Regions from separate parts of the Drosophila melanogaster genome. Here all the other regions are linked to region 2. Evidence: chromatin contacts called from public Hi-C data. All regions are on one chromosome and are shown on one strand. The core of a region is the stretch at or near the end of the contact, and the rest is flanking DNA. Distances in the headings are between cores, read along the strand shown.

Region 1 (3,053 bases), core at 102-2,601, 67 kb after region 2:
TCCAAAAATATTTATACTTATGTAGAGCTCGGATTTAGGACCTACCTGTCTGCCCAGCAGCGGACCCTTGCTGATGAAGTCCTTCTTGGCCGAGTAGAGCTCCGGCGGTGGTCCTTTCAGCGAATACCGCAGGCCGGACTCCCCAAGGTCGTCCGTCGTCCCACGCAGACAGCGCTCAAGGGCACGCTCATCCTCGTCGTCATCGGAGGCGGTGGCTGAGCAGGCGGATGATACGCAAGAGGAGGAGCACGCGAAGGAGGTACGATCCCGAGCACCGGGAGATTCGCAGACAGTGGTACTATTCGTGCCAGTGCTGTGACCAGAAGTTGTGGACCGCAGTGTGGTGCTGGGATACGCGAAGGCGGGCAGGTCCGACAGCAGGCGATGGCACTCGACCTCCTGGCCGCCGGCGGGCGATTTAAGTGAACCGGCATCCGGCATGGACATGGCGATGACCAGATAAGATAGCGATCTCCAATCTCAGAAATCCGAAATCCCAAATGGCACGTGCAAAAATGCGCGCGAAAGAGCAACAAAATCCACAGTATGCGTATATACGGCTATACGTATATCTTGTAGATATATGTATCTTTACACTTATGTTGGCTCTATGGCTCTTTGGCTCTTTGGCTTTTTGCTTATTTTGTTAATTGAAATGCGACAGTCTCGTTCCGTTGCCGTGGGCACCGCACCCGCCAAAAAATGCGAAAATACGAACGAACAGAAAGGCAAAGACTACGGCTCGTGGGTATTAAAACGACTCACACTTATGGCTGCGATTAGCTAGATAAACTACTTAGTACTGGAGCCATTGTACGATCTCATGATGAATCTTTTTGCCGAATCACAGAATTTATTCGCAGTTGCGGTTGGGTTTTGGCCAATGTTAAGCTTGAACTTCACACATCGCGCCGAATGCATTCACTTTCGAGCTGCACCATTAACTTGGCCACCGTTGGCATTCTGAGTTGCTGGCTTTCTTTTCGCTTTCGGCCAGCGGCTATTTTTGCAAACTTTTCGGTGGCGAAGGTTGTCCCACAACTGAGCACCATGTCAGAGTTCACAAGAACACGCCGATCGTTTGGCATCGGCATCGCTATCGCCATCTGGCCGACATGGCTGGTCAGGATACGGAATACACTGGCGCACTGGGATGAATACGTATTCAAATTCGAATTAGAAATCGCAACTGGATTAATATTACAAATGGAACTTTAGCAATTGTCTGATACTACCGCGCGCGCGCAAATAAATGAAACGGACGAGAACGAGCCGATGGACCAGACCAATGCTGCGAACCAGAGAATTTGTATCTGTATCTGGCGATGTTTCGTTTCGGCTCGCTTGAGTTCCCGCTGCGGACTGAACACTGCTCGCCGAACAGCAGTTGGTAGCGGACGTTCCGCCGTACCGCCAAGCAATCTGAGATCGCGAACATATATCGCTCCGAAAGCTAAAAGCGGTTCTCTCGCAGCTATATGCTGTACAACATACATACATACATATGTACATATGTATGTACATACTCGTATGTAGGCACGAGTATAGGGATATGGGTTTGCTGAATGGGCTTAGGATTTCGATTCCGAAGGAGTGTTTTAGAGAGATTAGAAATACGTCAGAATCATATCAGTACGCAGAACAGCCGGCTTCTCTGCGCAGAGAGCGCTGTGGCGAAAAGAGAGCCGAGCGCGGCTTAAAAGAGCACTCGAACGCTCTCTTAAGTGCGCCTCTGCTTACTCAATATTTTTGCACATGTGAGGATTAAGTGTGTGGACATAATTATCATCGGATAAGATAAGGTGTGTTAGCATAGTAACAATCTTTGCATCTAGAGTATCTGCCTTTTCGGATGAAATAATATAAATATTAAAAAAAAAAAAAATAGGCTTATGCTGCATGCTTTATTCAGTAATAGTTTTTAAAAGTAATCAAAATTTGTAAACATGTTCACACTTGTGTGATACCAACCAATTTGAGTAAGTATGTACTTGAGTAAATAATAAAACTCTTTTTACTTATGACTTATTTTACTAGCCTATGCATTACTAATCGCACCGAGCAGTACTAAAAACTTTGAATACGAATTCTTTTGAAATAGAGGATAAGACCCTGGGCATTACCAGTGGTGCACTTCCGGAAGAAGTCATTTCGGAAGAAAAAAAGGAAGTTGATGATCACAGAGAATGGTACAATGATGACTAGCTCATCAGTATCAAAAAAAATTCTTTTTTTGACGTAAATAAACTGACACGACAGCCTTTACTCAGAAATGCGACAAATATAAAGATATATCTAAATAATCTACACAAGCTGAACAAACATATCGTAATAGTTTAGATAGGCAAGTGTAACTGATTTGTCTCAAATTGGTATCATTATAAACAATACTTTATACTTTATACTTTATATTGTCTCATTTGGGCATAGAGTGTGCGACATCTGCCGGATCCCAGCCCATCCAATGTGGGTCAAGATCAATCTACTGATCGCGTCAGTGAATAAAAATAGTAGCCATTCGCTCCATTATTTGAACGCCGAGAACTCTTCCACATAAATGTCTTCTGTGCCAAATTACCATATGTAGCAATTGACCCTATTGTATACTAAATATTTTCTTTAATCAAACGCAGCAATAAGAATTAATCAATTAAAAGACCAGAGCTCGTTTGCCAAATTAAAGTATAGTTGGAAATTAAAAATCCATTTCGCCGCCGTGGAGGTCGGCGAAAATTTAAAAATATTCCAAAATACGATGATGCATATTCATATACTACGGATGTTGCGAGAATGGTGGACTAATGAAAAACATCTCAAAAGATTCCAGGAAGAGCGTTCTCCATGCAACCATGCAATCGGCAACAAAACGCTTGTTTTGTAATCAACAACAAACAGCCGGCATCCAAATGATGCCAACATAAAACAGCAGCCATAACAGAACATCTTACAAAATAGCCCTAAAAGTCTGGAGGGGGCAAGTGAGTTCCCCAAGAAGGCTGTTTGTATTACACCGAACTAATCATCATGCCCTGTAAGCAATGTTTACACAGCCA
Region 2 (3,503 bases), core at 368-2,867:
CCCAAGTATCTTAGTAGCGAGTTATTAAATCTCAGGCTGGGAATTTCACTAGGTGCTAACGATTCTATCAGGCGTTACAAAGACGGTCCGCCTGGCGTGTGGACCGGACAGATTTACGGCTTATGTGTATGGCGACCCTGTTGGGCTGTAAACCAGATAGCATCGTAATTAGTATTATATCTCATGATGGAGAGGAGATACAAACGACATAGGTCGGCGAAGAGTGGATTTGCGGTTGACTTTGAAATGATTAAGCGGCGGCAGCTTTCTCGGAAAAAGGAATTTCTTGACATACAAGGTCGTCGTCTGTGGCCGCCTATCTTGACATTCGGTAAACATGCGGATGTTTTCCACCTACTGGGACACAGACGATAGCTCCGGGCTATTAATAGATTCGCCTGTATTTGTGATCTAGATTTGGAGCAAATATTTGCTTAATACCGCTGCGATTGAATACAAACCATAAGCAGTTCAAATTGCGCGCCCAAACGACTGTGTGCAACACTGTTTTTGAGCAGGCGATAGCCCGGGAGCAATCGATAGGCAAACACCGTCTGGCGCTGTCAAATCGAGTGCGCAGGCGATAACCATTCGATACCGAACACTGTGGCTGCACATACGCACCCCCGTTCAGATTGAAGTTAATAAATTAGCAAAATAGTCTTTCGACGCAACAAAATTCGCCGTTTACCACTACCGCCGCCCAGTCGCTGCAGCTCGTCGTGCCGTTCCGTTGTTGCATTTCCACTATTTTTTTTCACCGATTTGCCAAATACGCCGTCGATGTGCGCTAGGGATGTGCAAAAAAGTATCGACTGCGGAAAGCAACTCGTCAAGCAACCTTGCTCGTTATCGCTACAGTACGCAGGGAAAAAATAAAATTAGCAACAAAAGCGTTTATAGCAGCCAAGTTACAGTGCTAGACGGCGCCGAAATATCACATCTTGGCTAGAACACGCCTCGCCCGCCCATCCGCGACCATCGCATCAGGATCCTCCGATCGGAAAGTTGGTAAATCCGGGGGAAAATCGGCCGAAGCAAAAAGTAGCAGCCGAAGCAAGAGAGCAGCAGCAGCAGTAGTAAGAAGCACAGCAGAAACGGGCGAAAGAGGAAACAGAAGAGAAAAGAAGCAAAAACGCCAGGTTTGAACGACTGCTGAAAAGTGTCCTGGTGGTCAATTGGTACTCGGACTGCTCCTTCTGGCCTCCCGGCAATCGGACACAAACCGACCACATCGGCGGTTGGCAATTGGCAGTTGGCAATTGGCGATCCACATCCAATCGACGTTATTATGAACAACAATAGCAAGCGGAAAACCCGACCCACTGGCGGCGGTGCCAGCGGCGGCATCTCAAGGTAAGAAGAAGCAGCTTTGACCAGCACCACCAGCACCCAGCTGCACTGGCAAAAACCAGGGGCGATAGCGCAGGGGCGTCATTTGAGCAGGGTGCTTCAGGTGAGCCGAGCACGCAGAGGTACCAGAGTCAGCAGAGTGCCATGCCACACAACAAAGGGGGGCACAAACGCACACCACTGCATTTGGGGCTGGTTTGTTTTTGCCTTTTGCTTTTTGCCTTTGCTTTTTGCCGTCGCAGTTTGCAGTTCGCCGTTGCCCTGACAAATTGAAAACCCGCGACAACCGAAAGCGCCACAAAGAGCTCTTTTCTCTCCCGGTCCGGTTGACTAAAAAAAAATTAAAAGGTGAAAGCGCGTCTCGTGTCGTCTTTTTTCACATTATTATTTTTTTTCTTAATCTCGTGAATGCTACCTACTACTGCATCATCTCATGGAAAACCATTCTTAAGCTTTTTTTTTGTTGGTTTTTTGGAATGCAAATGGCGCTTATATAATAGGCCATCGCGAGCCCTGTGTGTCTGTGTGTGCGAGTGAGTGCAAGCATGTGTGTGTGTGTTTGTGTTTCAAGAATCGAACTTTATGCTTTGTTTACATTTCCCTTTCACAATGGCCAAATGTGTGTAGAGAACATAATTTGTTTAAAGGTTTCCGTTTTGTCGCACCAACGAGTCGCATTGCCACCCCCGTGAGAGGGTGCTCCATAGCCCCCAACACCCATTCCCCACCCCTGTCCTCCTGCTGCTGCGCCCTTAAAATTTTCAATTGAAATATGACTGCAGCGCACACAGGCACAGCCACAAACGCAGCCACACAACAACATTCACATCCGCATTCGGACACAGTGCGGCGCATAAGTATCGGCACGTCCGCCAGTTTTATCAATTTATCTGTGAAAAACTGTGCAGATATGTATTTAAGAAATAGTTGAGAAACAAATCATATAAATATAAATACATATAAATACCAAAAAAAATGGTCAAAAAATCATTCATAATGCAAGTTTGCAGGCGTAAAGATAGTAGTGGTCTCTTCAATAACTCAACCCTATTTGTATAATGTAATTAGGATTGTGATTTATCACAGAATAAATAAATCAGTTATGGAAAGAACCAAATAGCAAGTGTTCCCAAAATTGCATTGTAATGGAGTAGAAATGTGTCAGTATTGTGAATCACTATGACTAAGCACTTTAAAATATTTTCACATTTTTTAAAGTAACATTCGGTGATTACTAACGAATGTTAATAAATGTGAAGACTATCGTTGAAATCATACAAATCATAGCCTGTACTGGATTGCTGAAGAGGTATCACTGTAGTGGCCACTCACTTTGGCCTTATCATACGAGTCTTCCTCGTCCAGTCATATTTATGCCGCAAACGGTTTGAAATGCGTGTTCATTATTCATTGTGTACGGCATCAACACAATACCACATCACAACCTCAAGCTTGTGGGCACAGTGGGCCTGGGATGGCGCTCAGGGCGAATCAGGCCCACTGTGCGGCCCGTGCCCGTAGTGCCCACGGTGATGCATGGCACACTCGCTCACGTATCACGTAGTGCATTATATTTTTTTTTTTTACTCTCGTCGCTCGCCTTCTTCGAATGCAATTTCTTGCATTGTCAGCATTTTGCAGCTTTGCGTTTGCTGTTTGCCGCTTGCCGTATTCAGTTTTTAGTTATACGTTTTCAGTTGCTGTGACGTGCGGCGGCTGCGCTGAGTTTCGTATCGTTCTTTGGCACACTTCGAACCCCTTCTAAACGCCCGCAGCAACCCCCCGAAAGCCCCTGAGCAGGCCCGAGAGCCTCCAACGTGGGTCCGAAATTTGGGTCACTTTACAATTTGCTGACCGAACGAACGATATGCCACCTCGCTCTTGTTTTCCGCCTGACGTCTATGCATATTTATTCGCCACTCGGCCATGCACACTTGCATTTTAAGTTTGCCTCCGTCGCAGCCTATTTCCCGGATTCGTTTCCCCAACTGCTCGCCAGCTCGCTTGCCTGCCTGCCTGCACCTCACCTCACCTCACGCATGATTCACTCTTGGGCGCAATCAATTATTTGTTTTCATTCACCAAAATGTGCACAGTGCACGCTCCGTGAATCAGCTACTGCTCAAGCGCCACCCTTCTCCAATTGGTTT
Region 3 (3,350 bases), core at 620-3,119, 130 kb after region 2:
CACTTGAGCATCTAGGGCCTCCAGGACGATGAACACATCCGAGGGGAACTCCGGGTGGGCATGCTTGATGGACAGATTGCCCGCCAAGGTGCCAGCCTGGGTTAATGCGAAATGGGTTGATAAACACAAGGTGCTCAAGGTGTTTTCATTGTTGGCCTGATTAGATAAGGGTCGAGGGCTTTCAAACCTCTTGGATTTGACTTACATTGCGCACTGGAACATTAGCGATCCAATCGAGGTGTTGCCACACCTGAGACAAATACTCGAAGCCCTTCGTGTTCTCCAACTGGCGACACAGCTCCATGGTTTCACTGAGACTCAGATTTCCACCGAGAGTTAGGGATGAGTTATCTGCGCTCAGCTTATGACCCTTGAGCTCCGCCAAGCCGGAAACATCGATGAATGCCTTTATGTCCGGACTACGTCTGTAGACGCCGTGGGCCGTATTTCCAGCCACCAGCATGTAGGGCAGCTTCTCTTTGACTGCTCCCTGCAGAGCGGCAAAGAGGTCACCCAGACTCACTGGCCAACTCCAGCGGCTGCCATCCGGATACAGTTGGCTGCCCTTGGGCTGCTGCTTCTTGCAGCTGCCGGAGCAGGTTTGGCCGGTCTTGGGACACTTTTTGGTGCTCAGGTCTTCAATGTCAATGCACTCAGCTGGTACCTGGATGTTGCTGTCCACGGCAAAGGATTTCATGGCGTCAAGAATGGGACGATAGCCAGTGCAGCGACAGATGTTGCCTCCAAAGGAGTTCTCCACCTCCTCCATTGTGACCTTGCCGCCCTTGGACTTCAGCAGGCCGTACATGTTCATCACGATTCCCGGCGAGCAGTAGCCGCACTGGGTGCCGTTCATCTTGGCCAGTCGCTGCTGGATGGCATGGTAGCCGACCCGCTTGTTGCCCAATCCCTCCGAAGTGGTCACCTCCAGGCCCAAGCACGTATTCAGCAGCGTGAGGCACGAGTTGACCGCCCAGGTGCGCAGCTCTCCGGTCTCCGGATGAATCCCAGTCAGGGTGCAGACGCAGACGCCGCATCCGCCCTCCTGGCACATGAACTTCGTGCCCGTTAATCCGGCATACTCTCGGATGAAAGTGTTCAGCGAGATATCCGCCGGCAGGGCAGACAGGTTGACTAGGGGGCACAAGCAAACGGAGGCATAAGTGTCTACACAATCCGGGTGTTATCTTATCGAGTAGCCTAATTCCTCACAACATGTCAAAGAACAATTGTTTGCGATATCTGCTTCTTATGAGCTAACGATTGCTGCTGAGCTATTATTTAAATATTTTAGAAGAAAATGCTTGTAATTGATATTCAGTACCTCTCAGTTTGTAGAAGTGCTCTGATGGGCTAATGAAAATAAATTAGCAAAATGAAATGGAACCCTATAAAATATTGTTACAACTGTTTTGGAAACGAGTCTAGCCATGTTTTACTCAGAAGTAATTCACCAAGCTTTTCACAAGGTCGTCGCAACTCTCATCTAACTAGCAGGTATTTAGTAGTCGAATTTCTCGACCCTGGTGTTCCAGTTCGTTGTCTCGGCAATCTTGTAGATGCCAGCCCCCATCAATCCATAGGCAATTAACTGCCCACACATGCATACACACCTTCGTGGCTGGTGCCGTTGATTGTAATTCTTCCAGCCATTATCTGTGAATTATATAAGTCCCTTGAATCACTTAAAAGCCGTCCGGGAATCGTTGTGAAATTAATTGCAGCCTTTCTCGCCTTCAATTGACGCGGGTGTTCAGAATTATTTGGATGGTTATAGTGGGTTCTGGAAACTATGTTATTTCACAATATGTGGCAATGAGTCCACTTGTCAGCCTCGTTTGATTCCACGCCGAACTGCGAGCGACTGAGGGTATGGGCCTTCCGTAGCCCCATATATATAGTGGTTCTCCGGCCCTCGAAAGAGACTCCCGCCTCTCCAAGTTCAAGTTCACCTGCTCCCCGCTCTTAACTACCATGTTCCATATACTGCGCTCACAATTCAGCATTAGATCATCGTAGCACTCTGAAACGTTATCGTCTGCCGGTTTCAAATACTCTCCCTCGGTTTTGGAACTGAAAGCTTTATCAGTAAACGGCTTGTTTCGACGTTTTTGTTTTGCTCATATTTCTAAACAAAACGGCGAGATTATGTTCGGAATAAGGGGAACTAGTCCTATAAACAGAGTGGTGCCTTATGAGCGAAAGATTTCTTCAAAACATATATGTACATATGTATACAATTCTATTAGGAATTATATAACAGGAGAACGATTCTTCAAAACTTCAAACGATTTCCACACGATTCTATATTTATTTAGTAAGATAAATTACATAATACAGATAAAGAAATCAAAAGATCGAAGCAGTACACCAAATGAAATATCGAAAAATACCCAAATCTAAGCCAGAACTTCATTTCATTACAAGGCGAATGCTTCCACCTGGCTTCCGGAGTTAAGGACGACCGTTTCCGGCGTCGTTGGTGCCCCCAAGCGAACCCACTCCCTCGGAAGACCCGCATCGTTCCTGGCCGACTGGATGGCGTGTTGCATGGCGAACAGAGCTCCGACAGCCAGACACAGAGCAGGCTCACCCGTGGCCTTGGATCGCATAAAGCCCACGGGGTTGGGACTCTTCTGGAGCAACTCGATGCGAAAGTCTATCGGGATATCCTTGGCGCCTGGTGGGTGGTAGTTCCAGGTGCGGTTTGTCAGAATCTGACCTGTCTGACGATCGTAAACCAGCTGCTCGGTGAGATAGTATCCCAAACCCATGACAAAAGCGCCCTCCACTTGACCCACATCTATATGTGGACTCAGGCTTTCCCCGGCATCCTCTAGGATGTCAACCCGGCGGATCAGATGGTTGCCCGTCAGAATGTCCAGTTCCAGTTCGGTGAGACTCAACCCGAAGATGTTGTAGTTGGGGATATCCCCCAACCGGTAAGATTCCGTGGCGATGAGAAACACGGACTGCAAAAAGGCCGCTTGGAGCACCTGCACCCAGGAGGCCCGAGGTCCGAGTCTTTCCTTCACCGGAGCCAGTCGCTTGTTTAGAGTGTCGCAGGCTTTTCTCACTGCCAATCCGATCATCTCGCTGGTCATCGAGTTGGCCGTCAGCATGGAGTTGGCTCCGTTTACAGTATTGCTGGCCTCGACTCTCACCTGGTCCAACGGAACACCCAGCACGAATGCTGCCACCTGGGCCGCCTTGGTGTTCACTCCTTGGCCAATCTCAATGCCTCCGTGAGAGATCACCACCGACCCGTCCTCATGATAGATGGCCACTGTGACCGGATAGTTGAAGGCCACGGTCGTGTTCAGCGGGAAACTCATTAGGGCCAATCCCAG

What was found. Hi-C and Micro-C count contacts between places; a contact is called where the count stands out from the background.
Region 1: a contact with region 2 is called in a Hi-C map of the Kc167 cell line, with 2.8 times the contacts expected there. A contact is called at or near these places in 10 of 107 Hi-C or Micro-C datasets (the Clone 8 cell line, the D17-c3 cell line, the Kc167 cell line and 3 more) and 3 of 7 datasets of targeted methods (all in the Kc167 cell line).
Region 3: a contact with region 2 is called in a Hi-C map of the Kc167 cell line, with 5 times the contacts expected there. A contact is called at or near these places in 7 of 107 Hi-C or Micro-C datasets (the Clone 8 cell line, the D17-c3 cell line, the Kc167 cell line and 3 more) and 2 of 7 datasets of targeted methods (both in the Kc167 cell line).

What each region holds. Positions count from the first base shown.
Region 1 is chr3R:15,474,842-15,477,894 of dm6, forward strand. It overlaps AdamTS-A (ADAM metallopeptidase with thrombospondin type 1 motif A), which reads right to left and starts at 1,352. Exons shown (of 17, transcript NM_206496.2): 1 at 46-1,352. The coding sequence starts at 447.
Region 2 is chr3R:15,407,834-15,411,336 of dm6, forward strand. It overlaps Atx2 (Ataxin-2), which reads left to right and starts at 1,618. Exons shown (of 5, transcript NM_169658.3): 1 at 1,618-1,701.
Region 3 is chr3R:15,535,423-15,538,772 of dm6, forward strand. AOX1 (Aldehyde oxidase 1) reads right to left here and starts at 1,870. Exons shown (of 6, transcript NM_142218.2): 1 at 1,614-1,870; 2 at 206-1,134; 3 at 1-96. The coding sequence starts at 1,653. AOX2 (Aldehyde oxidase 2) reads right to left here. Exons shown (of 6, transcript NM_169665.3): 6 at 2,291-3,350. The coding sequence ends at 2,421.